Linked DNA regions of Sus scrofa: region 1 is linked to region 2. The links are chromatin contacts, called in public Hi-C maps. All regions are on one chromosome and are shown on one strand. Each heading gives the region's core, a stretch centred on a gene start, on an enhancer-like site or on the middle of the called end of the contact. The rest is flanking DNA. Distances are from core to core; before and after follow the strand shown. Region 1 overlaps LOC106509952 (a long non-coding RNA gene). Region 2 has its middle 570 kb from the start of MYC.

Region 1 (5,280 bases), core at 1,052-3,551, 300 kb before region 2:
TGTGCCACAGCTCCTGCAGTGCCCAATTCGTAACTCACTGCGCCAGGCCAGGACTGAACCTAAGTCCCAGCGCTGTTGAAATGCCACCCATCCCATTGCACCACAGCGGGAACCCCTATATGAGTTGTTAGAGCACGCAAAATTCATCAGTTGTGCTAGAAATCACCCCAGGGCTGCCTCTGGGAGGCAGGCAGAGGGTGCTTGCTGGTAGAGGGAGATGTTTTGTGTCTGGGTGATTTAGTGTGTTTGGTGTCTGCATTTGTCAGAACTCACCAAACTGTTCCTTTAAGATCTGGACATTTCACTGAGTGTTAATTATACCTAAATTAAAAAAAAAAAAACCATACAAATGAAAACAACATAGGTGGGGCGGGGAAAGAAAGAAATATATAAATAATCTCAGGACATGACTTATCTTATCCACCTTCCCCTGGGCAGAGGGCCTGAGCTGGGCAGGCGAGGCCAAGCGTAAAGGGCTCTTAATTGATGTGATTAACTGTGTCTCAATAGGGAGCCTCGTTAGCATGAGGGTCGATGGAAAGGAGGTTATTTTTCATTCTCCCAACTAGGGGATGGCTGGAAGAGGGGCCTGGGGGCCATTTGGGGCTGTTTCCTGTAGGGGGGCGGGCAGGGGGCAGTGGGAGGTCCTGTCCCTTCTGCTTAGAAGAACCACGTTTTCCTTCGGCATTAAGATACTTTTCCAAAAAAAATCATTTTCTCAGTTGCTGCAAAAACCTGTGCTCTGTTTTCCTCTGTGGAGAGGAGGAGACCTACCTGATTTTTTTTTTGGGGGGGTATGTTTTCTAAGGTTGTATCATCCAGTAGAACAAAGGATTTAGACAGAACACTTTAATTTTTCCTAAATGCATTAATGGCTGATGCACAGTCACCAGGAAACAAACTAAAAGAAGTAAAAGGTTTTATCTCTCTCTCTGAGAATCTGCAAGGAAATGTGGATTGAGCTAATTCACAGAAAATTAGGATTGGAAAGTTGTCACTAATTATCCATGTAAAAAATTATAAACATTTAAAAATTAAAAACCCATGTAAAAATGTGTTTATAAAATCACAAAAGTGTATCATTTTATTTGTATACTAGGAAAAAAATATATGTATTTGGCTAGAAAAAAAAAAAAAAAGCCTAGAAGTATAAACACCACCGGGGGGGATGTGATTACATGGTTTTTTTTTCCTTATTCCTTAATCCTTAATTTTTCCCGATGAGCATTTATTATTCGTGAATTAAATTGTTTGAGGAATTACTTTGGTTTCCTCACTGAATGGGGAAATGAGTTTCCTTAGGCTCGCTTCTTTCTAGAACAGACCCTCCCCTCCCCTCTCCTTCCCGCATTGCTTAGAGGGTATGAATTTTGAGGCAGCGCTGCATAAAGCACTGAACGTGAAGTCTGGGGTTAGCCAGATCCGGACTTCGGTCTTACAGGATGGTAGGCATGTCACAGATCTTTTTTTTTTTTTTTTTTTTCTTTTTTTTTTTTTTTTTTTTTTTTTTGTCTTTTGTTGTTGTTGCTATTCTTGGCGCTCCGCGCATATGGGTTCCAGCTAGGTCTATCGAGCTTAGCACCCTACGCCAGACACAACGCGGATCGAGCCGCTGCGACTACACCACAGCTCACCAACGCCGATCGTAACCACTGAGCAAGGCAGGACCGAACCGCAACCTCATGTTCTATCGATTCGTTAACCACTGCCCACGGAACCACAGATTTTCTGTGTCTTGGTTTCCTCATCAGAAAAATGGAACCGATAACACCCCAGGGCAACAGATGTGAAATATACCTGGGAAAACCCCAGCACCAGCGGCTTGGTATCAGTTCAGTCCTTCCTTAACCCCTTTTAGCCTGACATCTTCCTGGCACCTTGGAAACTAGCTAAGCCAGATGGCATCTGATAACGGGACTCCATCTCTGATCGTTGCAGAAACTTAAATACACCTGCAAATCCTGGGTGAGGAGGGTGTATGTTCCAGCACTTGGCGTGAGTGGCTTGACATTAAACAAAACCTCCCTCCCCATGCCTAAGTGAAGAATGCTCCCTGCTGGAGCTCACACCTCTCACCAGCCAGAGGTAGAGCCGATTGCAACAGACATCTGGCTGACAGTATTATTTATATTCCCTCCTGTAGTACCAGTCCCTGCTAGTGGTGGGTTTCGGTCTTCAAGCCTCCTGGTAGTGATACAATGAAAGCGTTCTCTTCCCGCAAATCACAATAGCGGATGTAGACCCAGGCCTCATGAGTTTTGAGTATCGGTTTTTCCAGGGCTGGGGGAGGGGTCAGCAGAGGGTGAGTCAGAGTTTTGCAGAGTCTGTTTACACTGGTGGAGCACACAGGGCACACGTGGGCAGAAGCAGGGTGCACACATGCAAAACTGAGCTGCTGCCCGGTTGTCTCTGTTTCACCTTCGCTTCTTAGGTCCCCTTTGTAACCCTCCTGCATCCTCCAGAATTGCCTCCCCTAGTCCCTTTTCTCGCCTTCTTTTTATGGCCGTGGTTTTCAAACTTCAGTTTGCAAATGATCACCTGGGAATCTTGCTAAAATGTAGGTTCCTAGGCTCCTCCGCCTGATTTTCTGATAGAGCGGCTTGGGGGACGGGGGCAGAGGAATGTCCGGAAAATGGCATTTTCACCAAACATCTCAGCTAGTCCATCGGACCAGGAAGGCACTGCCCTCTAAGCAGAGTCCCTGGGACTTAACGGTATTTCAGGGAGCCACACATAAGTTAGCAAATGAATAGACACAATTATTTGTCTCAAAATAGGAAAACGAAGCTACAAGAGTTAAATACTGATACGTATTTATATGAAATTTTAGAGCAGCTTCTCAAGTTCTAGTCAATTTTTGCAGTTGCATGGGAATTAATTTTTTTTTTCTTTTAGTGGGGGCAGGGTAGATTTAATCTAGTTGATATGCTGTATGCTGGGCTTACAAAAACCGTGAGAAAGCCTTAACCCATTGGATCCTGTTCTCAGGAGAGCCCCAGGTGATTTCTTCTTCCTAGCATTTTCAAGGTGAAACAACCGTTTGAAAATTTCTTCGAGGGTTCTTCAATGGTTTTTACCATCAGAGAGACGGAGACCTAGAGGGAGAGTGACTCACCCACAGTCACAGAGTTCCCTGAAGCATCTAGACCAGAGCCGGCCCGCATAACCCTTGTGCGCATGCGCGAGTCTGCAGGCGCTTGTGACCAACTCCCAGCGGCCTCTTCGTCTTTCTTTCGCTCTGGCTTCTTTTCCCTTTGGACTGGTCCTTAGGCCAGTCTGAGCCCCGAGGAGAGGAAGAAAGGGAGCGAGGATCCCAGAATGGAAACTGCTAACCACAGGCCTGGCGCGTGGCAAGGCCAGTCTTCAGCTTAATCCCCAGCAGAGGACCAAGGGCTGTATCACGCCCTGAACTGAGGCACGAGGAGCTGGCAGGCTTCTCAGTAGCAACTTGAGCGCCACTAGTGCTGGGGGTTGTACGTGGCGGGGGCATCGGCAGACGTAGAGCCCATACAGCCCGGCCCTGGGGAACTTACGTTTATTCATCCATTCGTTCCGCAGACACCTGCTGAGCGCCCTACTGTGTGCCCCGCCCCCTGAACGAGGCAGCCTCGGAGCTTGGATCCTAGTTGGAGAGACAGGCAATTAGCAGGATGGCAGATCCACATCCAGGTAAGGCGTTTCAGAGTGCACAAAGTCCCAGGAAGAAAGAAGCTGAGAAGGGCAGTGGGGATGCCGGCCCTGCCCAGTGGCAGCGCTGGATGGCCTCTCGCCCAGCCAGCAGCCGCACCTCACCTCGAGGTAGAGGGTCGCATTAGAAAATAGATGATGGCTGGGCTTTGAGCCCAGTGGCCGCTCTGAGCTACCGTGTCCATGTACTAGGATGATCATGTTAGTATCATCCTGGCCTCCACTGGCTACTGATTCTGTGCTGGAAATGCCTCCAGGTGCTTCCCATGCATTTTCTCCCTTCACTGTCACAGCACAGGGTTGGGTGGTGGTCCTGTATCACCCCAGTTGGCAGAGGAGGAAACTGAGGCGCAGGAAGGTAAGTAGCTTGCTCCTGAAGCTATGCTAACGAGTGGGTCCAGGATCCCCTCCCGATGTGCCTCTAGAACCCTCGGGTTCACCCCCCACCCCCACCCGGTGTCAGAAGGCTCTGGATCACTCTTCCTTTCCTGAGGACTGAAGGAACCACTGATGTTGGGAGGAGAGCCTGGGCTCTGGAACCAGGTCCATGCCTTACCATCTGGGCACCTCCACCTCTCTGAGCCCCAAATTTCTCACATATAAAGTGGGAATAAGGATGCCTGCCTCACAGGGTTGTGAAAAGAGCCCGTGGAAATGGCAGTATTTTATGGTGTTTGGCACTTAGTAAATGTCTTTAAAATAGTTTAAAATAAATTCTCACTGGCCGAATGAATGGTCACTTCCACATTCTCTGAAAAGTTGATGTACTTAGGCCATTCATTTTTCTTTTCTTTTTTCTCTTTTGTCTTTTTACGGCCACTCCTGGAGGTTCCCAGGCCAGGGGTCAAATTGGAGCTGTAGCCGATGGCCTACACCACAGCCACAGCAACACAGGATCCGAGTCAAGTCTGCGATCTACACCACAGCTCACAGCAACACCGGATCCTTAACCCACTGAGTGAGGCCAGGGATTGAACCTGTGTCCTCTGCTGAGCCATGACAGGAACTCCTCTTTTTCTTTTTCTTTTTTTTTTTTTTTTTTCTTTCTCTTTTTTAAGGCCACGCCCATGGCATATGGACGTTCCCAGGCTAGGGGTCAAATCAGGGCTGTAGCCAGTGGCCTACACCACAGCCACACCTGATCCTTAACAGACGGAGCAAGGCCAGGGATCAAACCCGCATCCTCATGGATACCAGTCGCGTTTTTAACCTGCTGAACCACAATGTGAACTCCAGGCCTTTCTTTTATTTTTTCTAACTCTCTGCCTTTTGGAGATTAAGATTCCACGGCCTTGCCTGCTGTGACCAGTTCTGGCCAATGAGTGGTATACAGAGGGATATGCCTTTTCAGGCTTTCATATGAAACGCTAGTGAGAGACCTTCCAAAGATGTATCTCTCTCTCTCCCCTGCCTTGGTGGCCAGCAGTGCCCTGTGAAGGGGCTGCCCTGTCAGTCTGTCTGGACGGTGCTGGCACTGACAGCCATCTCTGGTCAACTGTGATGGACAGGTAGCCTGAATGAGCGATGAACCTTCACCGCTTTAAGCCACTGGAATTTGAGGATGCGTGTCAGTGCCCCATAACATCGCCTGAC
Region 2 (4,891 bases), core at 620-3,119:
GGCTGTAAATGGTAGTCAGGCAGAATTCTTCTCTAATTCCTTTTTATCCCCCATAGCAGAACAATGACTAGCACATAAATAGCCCTCGATAAATATTTATGAAATGGTTTTACATTATTAATGCATGGCTTTGACTTATTAGCAGTTTCTTAATGATTTTAATCTCGTTAAATTATTTGTTCAAGAAACATTTGACTAATTTTTTTTCCCCTCTTGTACTCATTTTTCAGTGGATTTTAGCCAACCCGTCAGGAAGAGGCAAGAAGCAGGAAAGTGCTATTTGGATAGACTAGGAGCTTTGGAACCAGACAGAACTGGATTAGAATACCTACCATATGGCATCCTAGACTCAGGCTTTTCATCTATACAATGGGGGTAACTGTGGTAATAATACCTATGACAATACACACTTCATGGATTCGGGGTGCTAAGCACTTCATCTTTATTATCTCATTGATTCTCATAGACACCTTGGGAGGGAGAAGCTACAATCGTCTGTTAAGTGGTTTTTCTATGGTGAGAACCAGGAACAAACCAGATGAGATAAGTGAAGCACCTGGCTGGTAGAAAAGGCCCCAAAGACAATGTGTTCCATCTTCTTCTCCTCCTGCCACATCTCTGGGCACTGGGGCACAGAGAGGTTTTAGCCGCACGGCTGTTGAGGTGTGCGGCTGGGCTTCCAAGTTCAGCCAGCTGGGTCCCAGGTCTGTACCACCTCCGTGGGGCCTGAGAGCTCCCATCACAGGTGCTTGAAAGATATTTTTGCATTTATGGGCGCCCCTCCTCTTATCTAGCTGGTTTGGGGCCATGCAGAATGAGTCAGCCAGTCACAAGCCTGCTCCCAAGGCCAGCTTCCAGGTGACAGAGACAAATGCCACACTGGATCAGAACACACAGACCTGCCGGACCAGCAGGCCTTCTGCTCAAGTCCTTGGCCACACTCTGCCATTTTGCTCATGGAAGTGTCAGCACTGTCTGCCTACCACCTTCCTGATGGGAAGCGGCTTGCTGTGGGATCGGTTTGAGGTCTCCTTGAAGCTGCTTCATCTTTTTTTTTTTTTTTTTTAAATAGCTGTTGGTAGAGCCTTGCTGAGAGGCCCAGAGCTGAGTCATCTTCAGGGCAAGCTGCTTTTGTATCTGTTGCCAACTGCCAGAGAGGCACTCTCTGCTTTTCTGATGCAAGAGACAGAAAGCTTCCATCTCTGACACAATGTCACCCCACTGGCTGGCTCTGTCCACACGGTTCAACAAACCAGTTTAGCCTGGAGGGAGAGAGAGACAAAGGGAGAGAGAGAGAGAGGAGAGAGAGAGTGAGAGAGAGAGAGAGAGAGAGAGAGAGAGAGAGAGAGGAGAGGGAGGGAGGGAGAGGAGGAGAGTCTTTAAACTCTGCGATAAAACCCGAGTCCTACAGGTCACACATCTGGCATGACCAGGCAGAGGGATGAGGTCGTATCTGGAATCGTGCTCCTGCTTCCCAACCTTGCCCTATGCTCCTCAGAAGCCAGGAACCGTGCCTCAAGGAAGAGGGTTGACTCCCTGCCCTAAGCCTTTGTTTCTGTAAAATGATGACTAATCTTGCCTAACACACCAGGTTGTTGGGGGATTGACTTTGTAACACAAAAGAGAAAGTGCCCCCACCCCCAACGACGGCCACCCTCAGACTGTGTCCGAGTCTGGTGCGGTCCACTTTCATAGGCCACTAAACCCTTCCTTCCTAGAATGCCTCCCTCTGACTGTGTGATTAATTGTGCCTATTGTTTGGTACCTGTCACCCTTCTTGGAACGGGAGATCAGCGTGTGCTGGGACAATGTCAGCCTTGTTCACCACTCCGTCTTGGCTGTCTAGCCAAGGGACTGGCAGCCAGGGCGGGTCCTAGATTAATATTTGTTGAATGATTAAACTGCAAGTGGTTTGAACACATTCCTCCTGGGTTTCCATCGGTCCCTTGCATTTGGTTCAACCCTCCCCACACCATACTGCTCAGAGGAGACCGAGTCCTCTTTGTAAAGTACAAATCCAACTTTTCATGCCTTTCCTTAAAGACCTGCTCTTCCCTTTATAGACAAGGAATAGTCCAGCTCCCTGTCTTCAAGCCCCGGTCTTTCCTCTTCATCATTCGAGCTCTCGTCATCCGGGGGGCACTGGGGTGGCTGCACCATTTAGAGCATCTCCGTTTTTTCACATGACATCCCCTCTGCCTAAAATATTCTCTCCTGGAGTTCCCATGTGGCTCAGTGATAACAAACCCACTAGTATCGGTGAGGTTGAGGGTTCGATCCCTGACCGCGCTCAGTGAGTTAAGGATCCAGCGTTGCTGTGAGCTGTGGGTGTAGGTCACAGATGTGGCTTGCATCCTGTGTGGATGTGGCTGTGGCTGTGGCTGTGGTGTAGGCTGGCAACTGCCGCTCTGGTTTGAACCCTAGCCTGGGAAATTCCATATGCTGCCAGGGTGCAGCCCTACAAAGCAAACAAACAAACAAAATCAAAACTGGCCTCTCCTGCTCAGAAGTCTTCTTCCCACATGTTCTTCTTGGAAAATTCTGGCATGTTACCTCCTCTGTGAAGTCTCCCTGACATTACCATGCCTCCAAGGAGAATCATGGTTCTCTTTTTGTGTCTCTGCTCTGTTCTACCCTTCATTTCCTAATTGCCCATTTGTCTTCCCCTGAAAGATAGGACGTTCGGGGGAGATGGGGGATGGTAGGTGGTGGGAGGGGCGGGGGCCCGAAGTCATAATGGCACCGAGTGAAAGGACCGAAAAGAAGGCTGTAAGGACAAGCCTGCACCCGCAATAGAGGCGTTTCAGTGGCAGGATGGACGCTGGATGTGCCGCATCTCTCAGGCACCTGCAGCAGCTGCAGCTGAGGATGAGTTCCGCAAGGGACCGCACACCAGGTGAGAGCGTGTGTGCCAGTGTTCCCGCGCCAGGCCTGGCACGCGGCCCGGAGTCAGGCGCCGATCCAGATTAGGCTTCAGTTCCCTCTATAAGCAAACAGCAGGGCAGGGAACAGAGGCGCCTGCTAATTTTGAGCGAATCAATGCCTTCCCTGCTGGAGTCAGCCTAAAGCAGGTCAAGAATCAAGCCAGGCCCCCTTGCTGAATCAGCTGGTCCTCGGTGGTGCCAGAGGTGTGCGGCTGGGGTTTTGCCCGGAACTTCAGAGAACTGGTTATTGGGCCCATGCTATCTAGCTGGATAGGGGACATTTTGAAATAAAAAGTAGAAATTAATGGCATCGGAGCAAGAACCTAGACTTCAGAGTCAGACAGATCTGATTTTCTTCCCGAGGGACCAGGGATAATCACATAACTTTCTGACCTCAGTGTACCCTTCTATAAAATGGAAATAATTATAGTATGTGCCTGATGCCCTACCGAGGATTATACATGATACTATAGAGCAGTGCTTACCCTAGAGCAGTGGTTCTTAACTGGGGGCCGTTCTGTCTCTGGGGACATCTGGCAATGATTAGACACATTTTTGATTGTTACGACTGGGCAGTTTGCTGCGGCCATTTGCTAAACATTCTTCAATGCACAGAACATTCTCCCACAACAAAGAACCGTCTAGTCCAGAAGGTCAACAGTGCAGAGATAGAGAAAATGTGCCTTAGGGTAAGCTTGGCCCTCTAGTGCAGCAAAAATGGTAACTATTAAAATAGAATCATTATCCCTTTCCACATATATTTATTGAATATATATTTAGAAAATCCTGAAGAAGCTGTGGCACATTAAGAATGGCTGTTCTTGGAGTTCCTGTTGTGGCTCAGAGGTAACGAACCCGGCTAGTATCCATGAGGATGCGGGTTCGATTCCTGGCTTTGCTCAGTGGGTTAAGGATCTGGCATTGCTGTGAGCTGTGGTGTAGGTCACAGGTGCGGCTTGGATCTGGCATTGCTGTGGTTGTGGTGTAAGCTGGCAGCTGCAGCTCTGATTCGATCCCTAGCCTGGGAACTTCCATATGTCGAGGGTATGGCCCTAAAAAGACAAAAAAGAAAAAAAAGAAAAAAGAAAAAGAAAGAAAGAAAAAGAATGGTTGTTAATTCTTTGGTGCTCCTCCTCCCATTAGGAGATGGGGGTCTCTGTCACCTCTCCTTGAGTCTAGGCAAGGCTCAGTAATCGCTCTGAACAACAAAGTATGGTGTAAATGATGACATGCCAGTTTATGAAACTAGCAGTGCCTACTTCCTGCCTCTTGGAGCATCTTCTTTGGGAATCCTGACAGACTATGCTGGAGATGACCATGCTGGAGTGTCCAAGGCAGGTGCCCTCTGGACAGTTCTGGTGAAATCCAGCCTTCCAGCCATCCCTGCCAAGGGACACATGAGCAAATTCTCTGGGACTCTAGATGAATACCACTGTCAAGGTGACGTAGTCAACATCACGTGGAGAATGGCCCAGTTGGTTCCTGCTGGGATTTCTCTGCAGAACTGCAAGATATAATAAAACAGTCATTGACTTAAGCTAAGTCTTGCGATAATTTGTTTTGCATCCATATCTGATCTCAAAGAAGGATCAGATATCCTTGGATGATTTACAATATCTTGATAAGAAAAGGCTACGTCAATGAAAAAGAGAAAATTGCCAAATGAAATAGTTGTACGTCTGATCCTCGAAGAAAGCCACTGCAGCGGCCTTGAAGGTCACTGGATTTAAATCACAAAGATCAAAATTCTTACTACCTGAAAGACTTTGGGCCAGTTTCTTAACCTCTTAGAGCAGTAGGGCCTTTGTATATGTAGATAATAATACATTCAGAATAACTGGAGTTATTCTGAATATTCAACAGGAAAAATTATATGAAGTTGCCTGATGCAGCTATTGGGGCCAAACAGACCCCTGTTAATATTTGTTGAATTTTAATACTTTTACAAGTTAGGAGAAAAAAGATTA

What was found. Hi-C and Micro-C count contacts between places; a contact is called where the count stands out from the background.
Region 1: a Hi-C map of liver shows a contact between it and region 2, with 8 times the contacts expected there. The contact joins two enhancer-like sites. A contact is called at or near these places in 3 of 47 Hi-C or Micro-C datasets (embryonic fibroblasts and liver).

The regions. Positions count from the first base shown.
Region 1 is chr4:12,194,937-12,200,216 of Sscrofa11.1, reverse strand. It overlaps LOC106509952 (a long non-coding RNA gene), which reads left to right. Exons shown (of 6, transcript XR_002343095.1): 5 at 3,559-3,669. Among named protein-coding and RNA genes, the nearest start is that of MYC, 260 kb to the left of the region's middle. Within about 2 kb of position 2,301, at least 12 of the 83 cell types and tissues checked have an H3K27ac peak or open chromatin away from gene starts, as enhancers often do. A contact at or near this core is called in liver, where this site is marked.
Region 2 is chr4:11,891,774-11,896,664 of Sscrofa11.1, reverse strand. No RefSeq gene overlaps it. Among named protein-coding and RNA genes, the nearest start is that of MYC, 570 kb to the left of the region's middle. Within about 2 kb of position 1,869, at least 28 of the 83 cell types and tissues checked have an H3K27ac peak or open chromatin away from gene starts, as enhancers often do. A contact at or near this core is called in liver, where this site is marked.